3 separate regions of the Mus musculus genome follow, and regions 1 and 3 are each linked to region 2. The links are chromatin contacts, called in public HiChIP or PLAC-seq maps. All regions are on one chromosome and are shown on one strand. Each heading gives the region's core, a stretch centred on a gene start, on an enhancer-like site or on the middle of the called end of the contact. The rest is flanking DNA. Distances are from core to core; before and after follow the strand shown.

Region 1 (4,699 bases), core at 711-3,210, 380 kb after region 2:
AGACTGAGGCATGTGGGTGCTGTAGAAGATCTTTAATGATGAGGAGCCCCTCAGGCAGAGGCATTTCCAGAGAGCATGGCCTTTTAACCTGGAGCCTTTGCAGCTTAAGCAAAACACAGGGAGGCTCAAGACCTGAGAAAACGGGAGCTGTAAGAATTATCCTGCATTGGGAAGAGCCAGAGCGATATTCTAGGGGTGCCACTGCTGAAGAGGATCAGAAGAGAAAGTTAGTGTGATGGCTTCCCCTGCCATCCGGGTCTTAGATTACACAGTAGTTACTTTGTTAGAGGATATAACACCATGGTTAGGATTCTGGGAGATTGTCAGAATTCATTCCCAGGATGGCTTCTAGAAGCATAGTTAAATTAATAACCCATTTGTGGCCAGGCTTTCTGAGGTGGGTGGGAAAGGGCATGGGGAACACCAAGACTGATGCCCTGAATTCAATCCCTGGATTCCACATGGTGAAAGGAGTGAACTGATTCCTGCAAGTTGTCTTCTGATGTTAGTGTATGTGTGTGTTTAGAAAGCTCTCTGTAGACCAATTTGGCTACCAGGGAAACTTGTAGAACTCAGTGGGCTGATGGCACGTCAGACAGAAACTAGTGGCTAAATGATGTGCCCAATTACCAAAAGTCAGGGTACAGTATAAAGACTCAAAATGAGAACAGCCGAGATGCAACCTGCAGGACTATGAGGGTTAGTACAACAGGAGCTGAGTGGCCAAACAAAAGGGAGAATCAAGAGGAAGGCCACGTAACAGACAAGTTCTCCGTTACCACTCTAGTGGAAGGTGGTTAAGCTCATGAGCCAAAAATGCTCAGTTGCTTGTCAAGTATTTGGTCAGAGTAACAATGATAACTAAATAATCTGCTACCCCAATAAAGTCCCTAAGGTTCTATATTTGCATTGGTTTTCTAGTAATTTTACCAGTGGAGAAAAGACCAAAGTTTATTTAAAAAGCCTTTCAAGACCTAGTATCTGTACCAACATTGATACTCAAATTGTCTCAATGTGTGTGGCATCACAAATGGAGGACTTTTTGCTAAATTTAAACTTAGATTTTTTTTTTTTAAACTGGATTTGTAGAAGTAAGTAGAGGCCCCTAAAACTCTTAGTTTTGAATCATTCTAACAAAATAACTGAGATACTCCATTGATGAGAGGAAAGGCTTCTTCTGGCTCACAGTTTTAGAGGTTCTGGTTCATGGATGGGTTGCCTTGTTGCTTTTGGGTCTGCAGAGAGGCAGAATATCATGGTGAGCGTGTGTGAGCAAAACCTCAACTCGGGACCCGGAAGCAAAGGAGAGAAAGGAGTTGAGATCATACTTTACCCTTCAAGGCTACTTTCCCAATGACATAAAGACTTATCTTAAAAGATTCTACTATCCTGAAAAGTACCATCCCGAGAGACAAGCACATGGGCCTTTGGGAGATATATGGTATTCAAATTAGAGAACTATTCTCATGCCGTTTTCACTGTTGACAAGGATCATGAACAATGTGTCACCAAGAGTGATGGCAGAGTGTGCTGTTTCTTTTAGGGATAAGGATGCAGAGATGGTCTTCATATCTACATATCCGTACTTCTGGTTACTGGTTACCTAGAATTTTATGTCCTCAGGAGGAGACCTTGGGCAGAGGACCCAGTAAATGCCCTTTTTATTACAAACTATGCCTACCACGTCAGTATTGTAGCTCCGTCCAGGGTGTGAAAGACAGCCAAGAGCCCAGTGTCTTGGCGGGGATGAATGACTAGCCACCAGAAGGAAACGCAGACCTGGTGGAGGAATTAGAGTGTCCCAGGGGATTCTTGGGCTTTCTAAGGATGCCTATGAATAGCCACGGGTGCACATGGCCAAGGTATCCATCTGTGAAAAGCACAATGCCTAGATCCTATACAGATGAAGGCTTGAGTCATGGTACCAGTGAAGCCACCAAAATCAACTGACTTGGGAGTCACAAGGCAGCTTCTGGGTTGGCTGCAGCTGCCAAGTGCTGTTTTGAATGAATGTAATGTAGTGTTTAGATGACATGTTTTGGCTCAACATGGCTCAACTCTTGACAAATAACTATTTAGTTAATATCCTTATCCAGGATCTAATCACGGTCCCTGAAGTACATGAGCAAATATATTTGACTCTGCATTTTGTGTTTAGTTTGGCAAACTTTTTCTGGAATATTGTATTGATGTGATGTGTTTGAAATATTGTATTGATTTATTTGAGGATAACCGTCATTACTCACCCACAAGCCTCTGCTCCTACAGAATATATTAGTCCGTTTCAGAAAGTGCATAGAGCAAATAATAGCAATGGGCACCATGGTGCTCCAGGGATGACCTTGGCTACTTATTTGCCTAATGAGAACTATTCGAAAAACAGAACAATATGTCAAGTTCTAATCATATTTTGTGGGATCAGAAACACTGCGGTGATAAATCAGACACATTGAAAATTCTTTAGGATTTAGAGCATAAACTGTACATTTATGCAGGGGGCTTTTGCTAAAGAGATTTTGTGAAATGGCAAAGTAATATACTATGTACCATGGCTAACTCATAATCTGACGTGGGCAGCAAAGAACTGCATTTTCCCTTCAAGCCAAAGTAAAGGTTCAGTTAGCATTTGCCACAGACCTATTGCTAAAATAGAAATGAAAGGTTTAAGGCTGAAGGAGGCATCACTGAAGTTCTTAGGGCTTGATAAGAAGAGGCAATGCAAAATAAAGGACAGCTACAGTTCCCTCCCCATCCTCGCTCCTTAGCCTTGCTCCTCCAGGATTGCACATTTAATAAGGGGTTTTCCAAGGGATTTTCCAAGGAAACTGAGCATCCATGGGTAGAAGTCACTAACACCGAGCCAACTGTATGCCTAATAAAAACTACAAGAAAACAAAACAAAGCAAAAGATACAGAAGGGTACAAGTGAAATCTAGGGTAATTAGGGAAAACTCTAATATCAATCCAGAAATTGAAGGGTGAGCCACACGTGGGGAAGCCAGACAGAGACCAAAATAAACAATACTAAAATTATTAATGTTTAAGTATCTGAGTGAACGTATCTTACGTGTGTGTGTGTGTGTGTGTGTGTGTGTCCACCTGCGCTTGCACGTGCTTGTGGGGGATTAGGGAGTGCCCTATCTCCTAGAGCTGCAGTTAACATATGATTATGAGCCTCCCGGCATGGGTGCTGGGAACCAAACTTGGATCTTCTGAAGAGCAGCACAAGCCCATTAAAAACAAAATTTTAAAAAGTGTATTCATTACTTGCTGGGTTACTAGGATCAAATCCATGACTGGCAGCAACATAAGCAGAGAGGGGCTTATTTTGGTTTATGGTTTGAAGGTATAGCCCATCAAGGTGTGAAACAGCAAGCTAAAGTAGCAGGAGTATTAGGTGCTCATTCACAAGTGGGGTGGAGGATGGGGAAGCAGGAAGCAGGGAGAGAGACCCTTGGGGAGCAAGCATTGTAACACATCAAAGCCCACCTCCTCAAGACTCACTTCCTCCAGCTAAGCTCCACCTCCTTCTGACATTTCTTCCAGCTGAGCCCCACCCCCAGTACGTGTTGCTATGGGAAGCAACATCAACAGAAGAGGAGCAGGTGTTTACACACACCAGCCCGTGGTGGTGGTGTTTCACCACATCCAAGTCATAACAATAAGGATATCTAAAATGTGTTTCCTAAATTCACAACTCCTTTTAAAGACCTGCTGTGGGGACTACATACTTCTTAAGTCACTTGTTCCAGTCTGTATTTTTGAGAAGATGTTTGTATTTTATAGACATTACCGTAATTCTTATTCTAAATTGATAATACTATTCCATTTAGCTCTATTTGTTCAAAATGATTCTTGGCTTTTTCAGAAATGAAGTATAATAATGTTTGAGATTTGTAATCTTTTGAAGATAGTCGTGTAGAATTATGAAAAGGAATTTTTCCCAGTGTTTGTATCATTTTTTTGTTTATTTTACACTCCATATTTTATCTTCCTCCTCCATCCTCCCTCCGACTGCTCCACAGCCCACACCTCCTCCCCACCCCACCCCATCCTCTCGTGAGTGCTCCCACTCTCCCTCACCCCACCTGACCTCTAAACTCCCTCAGGCCACCAATCTCTTGAGGCCCCATATCAGAATCATCATATCTGTGTGCATCATATCAGAATGAACACAGAACCAGAAATCCTCTACTGTATGTGTGCTGGGGGCCTCATATCAGCAGTGTATGCTGCCTGTTTGATTGTCCAGTGTTTGAGAGATCTTGGGGGTCCAGATTAATTGAGACTGCTGGTCTTCCTACAGGGTTGCCCTCCTCCTCAGCTTCTTTCAGTGTTTCCCTAATTCAACAACAGGGATCAACTGCTTCTGTCCATTGGTTGGGTGCAACTATCTGCCTCTGATTCTTTCAGCTGCTTGTTGGGTCTTCTAGAGTATAGTCATGCTAGGTTCCTTTTAAAAAAAAAATAATTTTATTTGTAATTTATTTTTACACGCCATATTCCATTCCCCGCCCCTCCCCATCTACCCTCTGACTTCTCCACATCCCACACCTCCTCCTCACCCCACTCCTCATGTGGGTGCCCCCCCCCCCACACACCTGACCTCTAAATTCCCTGGGGCCTCCAGTCTCTTGAGGGTTAGGTGTTTCATCTCTGAATGAACTCAGACCTGGAAGTCCTCTACTGTATGTGTGTT
Region 2 (4,717 bases), core at 1,256-3,755:
CCCTGGCTTTTCCTTGGCTGCTGGGGATTAGAACTTGGGTCTTAATGCTTGCATGACAAGCACTTTACCCTGTAAGCTGTCTCCCTAATTCTCAGACACTTTAAATGTTGATTGTGGGTAAGCTGTTTTGACTGATGAACTTGCCAGTCTACCAACAAGCTGTCTCCAATAAGTAACTGTCGACAAACTTTTTCATGTAGTAAGCAATGCTCTTAAAATATGACAGAATGCATGTTTATGGTTGCTTGGGGTACCAGGAAATTCCTTAGGCTCCAAATAAGTTTTATGACCTGAAAAGACAGTAGTAGAAAAAGAAGAATGTTGGGGGTTGGTCTAGTGCTATTATATATACAAATGCTAAATTCTGGACCCCAAGATCTGGTTGCCCCAGACAAGCATATTCTCACATACATTGGCCTTTGTATTATAAACCTTGCTCCCCAATGTAAAGCTATTGGTTAAATAAAAGTGGCTACAACCAATGACTTGGGAGAATAGAGGTAGGCAGGGCTTTAGTTACCAGGCTGGCGGTCACAGGTAGGGACCGTGAGGAAGAGAGATAGAAGAGATAGAAGGAGAGATGAGAAGGAGGGAGGAGAGAGAAGACAGAGAACAGGAGGTCTCTGTTAGATAGGGTGGACCAGGAATACTCACCTGAGTGAAATGTCTTCCCGCCCTGAGAACAGATTGGTGGAGTAAGTACTTGAGGAGCTTAGCTGGAAGCAGCCAGTCTAGCATTAGAAAAATAGATTAGGGGTAATTAGCCCAGCAATGGTGCTAAAGCTGATAGATAAGTCTAGTAGGCCTCGGTCTCGATTATTGGGGGGGGGGGCTGGCCAGGTCATATTAATAACTACTAGAGTTAATAAAAAGTGTTTTAAAGAAACAGAAGAAGGCCCTGAGGAAGTGAATTACATGCCATTTTCTCCTGGAAAGACATCAAGTCGCTAGGATTTTTCTGTGAATACAGTTAAGGTTTGATTTGTGGTCCAAACGAAGACCAAAGGGATCTTCTTATGACTGTAAAGACAGTTCCAAGAGCAGAGGCCAAAACCAGATGTCTTTCACGGTGTGTACAGTGAAAGAGTTTTCAGAGGAGAAAGAGTTAAAAACAGTATGTCTCCAGACAGGGCAAGTGATTGGAACCTTCTTCAGAACTGAAACCAGAAAACCGGAACTGGGCAACTCAGCTTCCAGCAAATGTTGACTTTGCACAACAAAAAGTTGCCGTGTGCCCACTGTGTCTGGCTGTGTGTGAGTAATGAAGCTGTGTGCTTGACATGGGGCAGATGATGCATCGTGATTAACTAGGGACACCTTCCACCCTGACAGGGAGCAAGCTGATGATGTGGAAATGAGGCCAGTGACATGAAGTTATACTTTAAAAACATGTCTTGAATTGTCGCTTCTATTTTAAAGGGATAGAAGCAAAGGAAACTCAAGGCAGAAAGAACTGTACCAATATGAAGACATCTGGGTTCTTGAGGAATGTTGTGTCCAATCCCAGTTGGACTTCCTAGCTAAGAGTGCGATAGGCAAATGACTACAGTACTTACAGTACTCCAGCTCTTGGCACATAAGGAAGATATTGGAGGTTGCAGCTATTAGTTCGAGTCAGTGAAACGGCAAGTGTGCTGTCTGTGAGGAAGTCAACTGCTTCCTGTGAAATGACCAGGGCAGAAGCAGAGGCTGGCTGGGCCTCAGGATACAGAGGGGAAGCTGTTGTGTGCCTGTGTGTGGGACACAGTGGTGTCTGGAGGTGATGTTTACGAAGGTGCATGTACTTGCTGGTCTACCTCCTCCCCACCATGGTTGTGTGTTCCTCTTTTGGTTCCCCTTAGGGGCTGGGTAAGACTGAATTCGAAACAGAGGGCTGACATTTCTTCCTGATCCCTGTCAAAGTAAATTAAGGCTTCCAGCAATGATGTTCTAAAGGGGCAGGGATATACTCACATCAAAAGACCACCAGCTGCCTATGAGGGTGTCATCTGTGGCATGTGGTACATGTAGTAGAATATATTACTTAGACTCTGTTTGGGAGACCCTATTTCATGCTAGAACACTGAATTCTAGTCGTTAAGTTCTGTTATCTTGCTTTGTGGACTTTGAAATCCTGTTTTATTAACATAGCAAAACCCAGGATAGGAAAATGAGATTTACACAAGTGATGGAAAAAATGAAGAATTTACTAATAATCCCTGTAACGTGACCAACTGGTGGAGGTATTTATGTGAACTTTCAATGCTGTTTCAACAACTGCCTGTAATTGTCTAGCAAGGGAAGGCCCATAGAAGGCAGTGCCTGATAAACTAGTTACCTAGTTTTTGGACTGGACAGTGACATCTAGCAGTTTCCTTCCAGGAAGGAGACATACTCAGGAGACTCAAGGAGTAAACAAACCTCCCACATCCTGGGAAAGCTGAAACCAAGGTTCACCAGAGGGCCCCCACCCCTGCCAAGGATAAGGAAGCAGTGTGAAGAGCTGTTGGGGTTTGGCAATGGGGAGAGAGCAGAGTGCTCTGAGGAGCCTTTCTGACCAGTCTAGCTGCTTGTAGTTCCTGCAGAGAGCTCTGGGCTTGCAGCCTTGGCAGCTGTCATCGGAGCTATGGACTTCTCTGCCATGAAGTTCCTTAGCATCATCTCTGTTCCTGTGAGCATCTTATGCACACTCCTGGGAGGAATCCCAGCAAGCTGGCTGATTCCACGCTGGACTGTGGTGCCATTCTTTCTTTTATCTCTTATTGGAACTGTGCCCTTTCGAATGAGTGGGCATTTGTGTCACATCTTCACAGGAAAAAGAATCACACGACGGACACAAAGAAATGTGGCTGTGCCTTTCCTTCTCAAAGCTTTCTGTACTGACGGGTGTCTGAGCTCTGCCTACTTTGTTGTTGTTTTTTGTTTTGGTTTGTTTTTTTGAGACAGACACTCATGTATCCTAGGCTGGCTTCAAACTTAGTATGTAGGTGAAGATGACCTTGAATTTATAATCCTTCAGTCTCCATCTCCTAAATGATGAGATTCCAGGGGACCACCATGCTTCCCCTGTGCCATACTGGATACTGAATCCAGACTTCTTGTACCCTAGACCAGAACTCTACCAACTGAGCTACATACCCAGCTCAGTTATGATGATTTGAAGGATCCTTATTCTTTCCATTAATTATTTATTTACTTTATATCCTGATCACATCCCCCCTCTCCTCCAAGTCACCCCCTCACACACCCCTTTTCCCCATAGCTCTCTCCCTTTCTCATCTGAGAAGGGGGAGGTCCCCCTGGATACCAATCTACCCTGGCACCTCAAGCCATTGAAGGACCAGGCACATCCTTTCCCACTGAGGCCAGACAAGGCAGCCCAGTTAGGGGAATGGGATCCACAGGCAATCAGCAGAATCAGGGTAGGCCTTGCTCCAGTACGAAGACCAAGCTGCACGTCTGCTACGTGTGTGTGTGTGTGTGAGTGTGTGTGTGTGTGTGTGTGTGTGTGTGTGTGTGTGTGTGTGTGTGTATGGGGGAGCTAAACCCAACTCATGCATGCTCTTTGGTTGGTAGTTCAGTCTTTGGGAGTTCCCAAGGGTCCAGGTTAGTTGACTGTTGGTCTTCCTGTGGAGTCCCTGTCCTCCAGGTCCCTCAATCCTTCACCCAACTCCTCCACAAGACTTTCTGAGCTCTGTTTAATGCTTAGCTGTGGGTCTCTGCATCTGTTTCAGTAAGTTGCTGAGTGGAGCCTCTCGAAGGACAATTATGCTAGGCTCCTGCCTGCAAGCCTAACAGAATATTATTAATAGAAATTGGTTCTCAGCCATGGGATGGGTCTCACTAGTTGAGGCTAGGCATTGGTTGAACATTTGCTCAGTCTCTGCTCCATCCTGGTCCCTGCACTTCTTGTAGGCAGGGCAAGGTTTTGTGGGTGGGTTGGTGCCCTTATCCTTCCACTGAGGAGTCTGCCTGGCTGCAGGAGGTGGTCACTTTAGCCGTCATATCCCCCAGTGCTAGGAGTTTCAGCTAGACTCACCCTCATAGACTCCCTGGTGAAGGCTCCTCATTTTTAAGGCCTGCATACACATTGTCATACTTGTAGGGCCCTGGATGCTGAAGACCTTTTCCCAAACCAGCCCTCAGGAAGGGATGAATGGTGGAGGGATTTTGCCAGTTCCACAAGCTGAGAAACAAAGTGCACAGCTGCTAAGGTGCACAAGAGCAATGTCTGTGATTGGGAGTGAATGCCCCAATGTCTCTTTTGACACCGCTGCTCCTCCCATACGCTTCCCCACCCCGCACCTTATCTCTTCTCTGTGTCTGATCTGCCACCTAAAATCAATTTGACTTGGTCATAGTAAATAATCTTCAGAAGAATCTTAGTGATCTTGGGACCAAAATAGCATCACTGGCTGGTTTCCATGGATTTTTCTTCAGGGGTATTTGATCTGAACATTTCCTATGTAACTTAAGCAGTTTGAGACATAGCATTTGATGCTTCAGTTAGCTCTTAATTGAGATCACCATGGTAATTGGTTTTGAAGGTTTGAAAGGGCTCTGTTTAAGGTCTAGTGGTGCAGTGAAGGCACATCCTCAGGGACAGAGCATATGCTGATGTCTGCTTTTTCATAAAGACAACTCTTTCTGTTTCCAGGATAAAAATAAGTGAGTCCAAATTAGAAAGGAGCTAAGGACAGTTAAACAATACACAAAAATTTAAATAATGACTATTACC
Region 3 (4,418 bases), core at 1,544-4,043, 310 kb before region 2:
CGGAGGATCCAGCAATACCTCTCCTGGGCATATATCCAGAAGATGCCCCAACTGGTAAGAAGGACACATGCTCCACTATGATCATAGCAGCCTTATTTATAATAGCCAGAAGCTGGAAAGAACCTAGATGCCCCTCAACAGAGGAATGGATACAGAAAATGTGGTACATTTACACAATGGAGTACTACTCAGCTATTAAAAAGAATGAATTTATGAAATTCCTAGCCAAATGGATGGACCTGGAGGGCATCATCCTGAGTGAGGTAACACATTCACAAGGAAACTCACACAATATGTACTCACTGATAAGTGGATATTAGCCCCAAACCTAGGATACCCAAGATATAAGATATAATTTGCTAAACACATGAAACTCAAGAAGAATGAAGACTGAAGTGTGGACACTATGCCCCTCCTTAGATTTGGGAACAAAACACCCATGGAAGGAGTTACAGAGACAAAGTTTGGAGCTGAGATGAAAGGATGGACCATGTAGAGACTGCCATATCCAGGGATCCACCCCATAATCAGCATCCAAACGCTGACACCATTGCATACACTAGCAAGATTTTATTGAAAGGACCCAGATGTAGCTGTCTCTTGTGAGACTATGCCGGGGCCTAGCAAACACAGAAGTGGATGCTCACAGTCAGCTAATGGATGGATCATAGGGCTCCCAATGGAGGAGCTAGAGAAAGTAGCCAAGGAGCTAAAGGGATCTGCAACCCTATAGGTGGAACAACATTATGAACTAACCAGTACCCCGGAGCTCTTGACTCTAGCTGCATATATATCAAAAGATGGCCTAGTCGGCCATCACTGGAAAGAGAGGCCCATTGGACTTGCAAACTTTATATGCCCCAGTACAGGGGAACACCAGGGCCAAAAAGGGGGAGTGGGTGGGCAGGGGAGTGGGGGTGGGTGGATATGGGGGACTTTTGGTATAGCATTGGAAATGTAAATGAGCTAAATACCTAATAAAAAATGAAAAAAAATAGACAGTGTACTTTTTATATACCATTATTCTACAATGAAACCATAACTTCCATTTAACTGTGATTCTTGTCCAATGATACCATTTTCAAAATAAAAGGAAGAAAACAGTTTCATAGTTTCAAAAAAAAAAAAAAGAGTTTCAGTCTCAATCCTGCAGAGAGTCGGGGGGACTTTATTCTTCTGATCTCATTTTCTACACAGGATGGAAAACAACAACAAAAACCCCAAAACCTCTCAAATCTTTTTGACAACTCACCGGCTAAAATGTTCTATCAGAAATTTAAAAAAATCATGCCTTTTGAGTAGAGAAACACAAATCTCCCTGTGCCGACAAGGTCATTTAACAAGCAGAAAATGTCACATAACGTATGAATAAATTATGAAGCATAAAGTTCTGCGTATGAAGAAATGTTTTTGAATTAGTTTTACCACTAGAGGTCAGTAGTGTGCCATCCCCAACATGGAGACCTTAGGGCTCTTTCTTTTATTGAGGTTACTTCCCCCTAACCCCTAGCTGTCCTTGCATGCTCTATGAAGTTGGACAGCCACCACCTCTGGAGCTCTCTGCCCCTCTGCCAGGTGCAGTGAGAAGCAGTGGGATTTTTTTTTTTTTTTTTTGATAGAAAGCAGTTTGAACTCTCAGGGGAAAAGACAGTGTGGCAACCCAGTGCTGTCCCTTCATGCCAAGCACCCATGCTTCTCTCAACTCAGAAAAATGAAGACCCCAGGGCGGAATACCCATCCAGACAGAGTTTCAAGACTGCATTTAGGTGCTGGGCAGTGGAGCTCCATTTGTAGACAGAACACAGGAATATAAGAAATCAGATGCAGGGATTTCTGTTCAGCTCCAGTTGCTATGCATGCAGGCCAGAACACTTCCCTTCTGTTTATCCTGTTTTCCCTGAGGACATAAAAGGGAAAACCTGAATTCTGTTTCTGTAGTCTGAAGTGGCACAGCAAAGGTAAATGTGCTTTGTTTAAGACAGAGACTTGAGGTGCAGTCGGCCCATGTAGTCCAGGCTGGTCACGAATCTGTAGCTCTCCTGACACTGCCTCCCAAGTGCTGGGATTATAACATGTGTCTGCCTGAGCCTAGGGCTGTCATTTCCCTAATACAGCACTAAGGGGACATGATAGGCCTTTTACACCAAATCTAAAGGAGAACCACAAATATATTTGCATGAAATGTTAAACTGCTGATTGGACTGTGATCTATGAGAGCTGTTAGCAAATATCTAGTAACATTTATTTTGGCATAAAGCTCTTGGGATGGAAAAGACATTGTACCAATGATCCAGGCAGATGTCTCGTCTGTGGATGAGAGAGACGTGTACTATGTTCCCTCCCACTGAGAGCTGCTTGTTTGTGATCCACTCACACTGTCACAAGGAAAACCCAGGTTCATGACTCTTGTTGGGAATGAGTCTGAGGCATACTGGATTCTGTGCTCAACTTCAGGAATTCTTCCCCCCCCCTCCCCCCCCCCCCCATAGCTTAAGTTCTCTTAAGACTTAAACTTGTTCCTGCTGGATTTTAGACCAGCCTTGGCCCCCTAGTGGCAAGGCTTTTCAGAACTTTCTGCCTTTGCCAGGACAAGCAGAGGGTGGTTTGGGCCTATTTCCCTGTGGTTAGAAATGATCAGTTTAGCCAATTGTTTAAAACAAATCACATGTAGGTTTTTGTTCACACCCCCATATGTGCATGCGTTTCTGTGTTGGTGCACATATCCCTGTTCTAGTGTGCTTGTGGAGGCCACAGGGCAACCTTAAGGGGCCCACTCTATCTAGTGTTTGTGAGACAGTCTCTACCCAGCCTGGGTCTAACAATCTCTTCCCCAACAAGGGAATTAAAAGTGCTCACTACCACACATGGGGTTGTCTCCACAAGTCATAGGAACTGAACTCGAGTCCTCATGCTAGCTCGGTAAATTACCAACTGCCCTCACCCCAGCCAAGGCTCTTACTTGGAAGTGTGGAGAAGTTAGATTAAATGGTGTAAAAGAAAGGCCAGGAAGGAGTAAGCTACAAAAGGCCACCTGACTCATGCCACAGGCATTCCTAAAGTGCCATCACTCCTGCTGATGCGTGCCCAGCCTCTGGCTAGTGGACTTCTCCTTTTTAAACTTAAAGAACCCTCCCGGGCTGAGACATTTGGAGAAATTTCCCTAGGGCTATATAATGGAGGGGTGGGGACAGGAATTTGCCACAGAGCTGAAGTCAAGTCAGGTAGAAGGTTCCTGAGAGAGGTGCTACCATGGACTCTAGGGGCCATGGACCCTGGGGGTCACTGTATTTTTGTGGGCATATCAAGAGTATGAAGCCCTTTCTCAGACTTCAATGGACAGTGTTTCCAGAGTAACTGTTCAATGCCTGGGCCAGCCCTGGGCCAAGAAAAGCTTGCTACACTTTCTGGAGAAGCAATAGATCTCCAAGATCAAGGTTCTGGCCCTGTATCACAACACACTACATATGGAGGCCGGCTGCAGCCTCCCGACACCCAGAGACGTGGACGGGGAACCCAGAATGAAGTTCATGCAGGGGTGTAAGGAGGGTCGAGTCTCTCGCCCAGGCCTCTCAGCAGCCGTAAAACAAGATGCCCATCAGCTCACAAGTGGTTTAAGATCCCAGACTTTGACAGAAGCTGAGGGAACTCCAAAAACTGACCTCTTTTATCTCACAGGGTTACTGAGAGTCTATCTCAGCTCGTAGATTACAATGAGACTTAGGACAATTTGAAGAAAATCTTTTTAGCAACCCAGCATTTTAGAGCTTTGCTACCTAGTGGGACCATTTTGTTGTAAAATTATAACCCTGGTTTCTCTGTGCTCTTCAAAGCAACACTTCATACATATTCTGGCACACGGGTGTGCATGCAGATAGAGCACTCAGATACATAAAATAAATAGAATCTTTTTAAAAAGTTAAAAAAGATTTTCCAGTATAATTCTGATAAAGATTTCTCTATCTTCTAAAAACTGATAATCTAAGCTTTCATTTTAGACCATGTCCATTTGAATTAACATTGTGTTTGTGTGCGTGTGTGTGTATGTGTGTGTGTGTGTGTGTGTATGCTGTGAGGTACAAGTTCAGGCTTACCTCCCAATATTGATATCTAGTTGTTGAAGCATTATTGTTGAAGATAAGCCTCTCTCCATGAGATTGCTTTGATACCACTGTGAGAATCAGTTAGCTATATGAATCAATGCGTGCACTTCTTCCTGGCCCTATTCGGTTTTGTTTCTGTATGGACATCTTTATACCAACACCATTATTGATTTCATTAAATTAGGTTAAAAATAAGTGTTGAGATAATGTAGGGTGTGCCCTCTCTTCCTTTGAGGAACGATTCTGTCTACACTGGGTCCTTTGTACCTTATGGACTTGTAGAACTTACAGCTTTAGACCGTAAGTTTCCTTGCCATG

What was found. HiChIP or PLAC-seq counts read pairs in DNA pulled down with a chosen protein or histone mark.
Region 1: a contact with region 2 is called in an H3K27ac HiChIP or PLAC-seq map of large pre-B cells, with 2.3 times the contacts expected there. The contact joins two enhancer-like sites. A contact is called at or near these places in 1 of 39 promoter capture datasets (pre-B cells), 1 of 115 datasets of contacts at active chromatin or transcription factors (large pre-B cells) and 1 of 9 other capture datasets (embryonic stem cells).
Region 3: an H3K27ac HiChIP or PLAC-seq map of microglia shows a contact between it and region 2, with 6 times the contacts expected there. The contact joins two enhancer-like sites. A contact is called at or near these places in 1 of 39 promoter capture datasets (hippocampal neurons), 1 of 115 datasets of contacts at active chromatin or transcription factors (microglia) and 1 of 9 other capture datasets (embryonic stem cells).

What each region holds. Positions count from the first base shown.
Region 1 is chr8:82,758,127-82,762,825 of GRCm38.p6, reverse strand. No RefSeq gene overlaps it. Among named protein-coding and RNA genes, the nearest start is that of Zfp330, 14 kb to the left of the region's middle. Within about 2 kb of position 1,960, at least 23 of the 459 cell types and tissues checked have an H3K27ac peak or open chromatin away from gene starts, as enhancers often do.
Region 2 is chr8:83,138,014-83,142,730 of GRCm38.p6, reverse strand. No RefSeq gene overlaps it. Among named protein-coding and RNA genes, the nearest start is that of Tbc1d9, 25 kb to the left of the region's middle. Within about 2 kb of position 2,505, at least 89 of the 459 cell types and tissues checked have an H3K27ac peak or open chromatin away from gene starts, as enhancers often do. A contact at or near this core is called in microglia, where this site is marked.
Region 3 is chr8:83,448,311-83,452,728 of GRCm38.p6, reverse strand. It overlaps a transcript of Scoc not described here. Among named protein-coding and RNA genes, the nearest start is that of Scoc, 7.9 kb to the right of the region's middle. Within about 2 kb of position 2,793, at least 11 of the 459 cell types and tissues checked have an H3K27ac peak or open chromatin away from gene starts, as enhancers often do. A contact at or near this core is called in microglia, where this site is marked.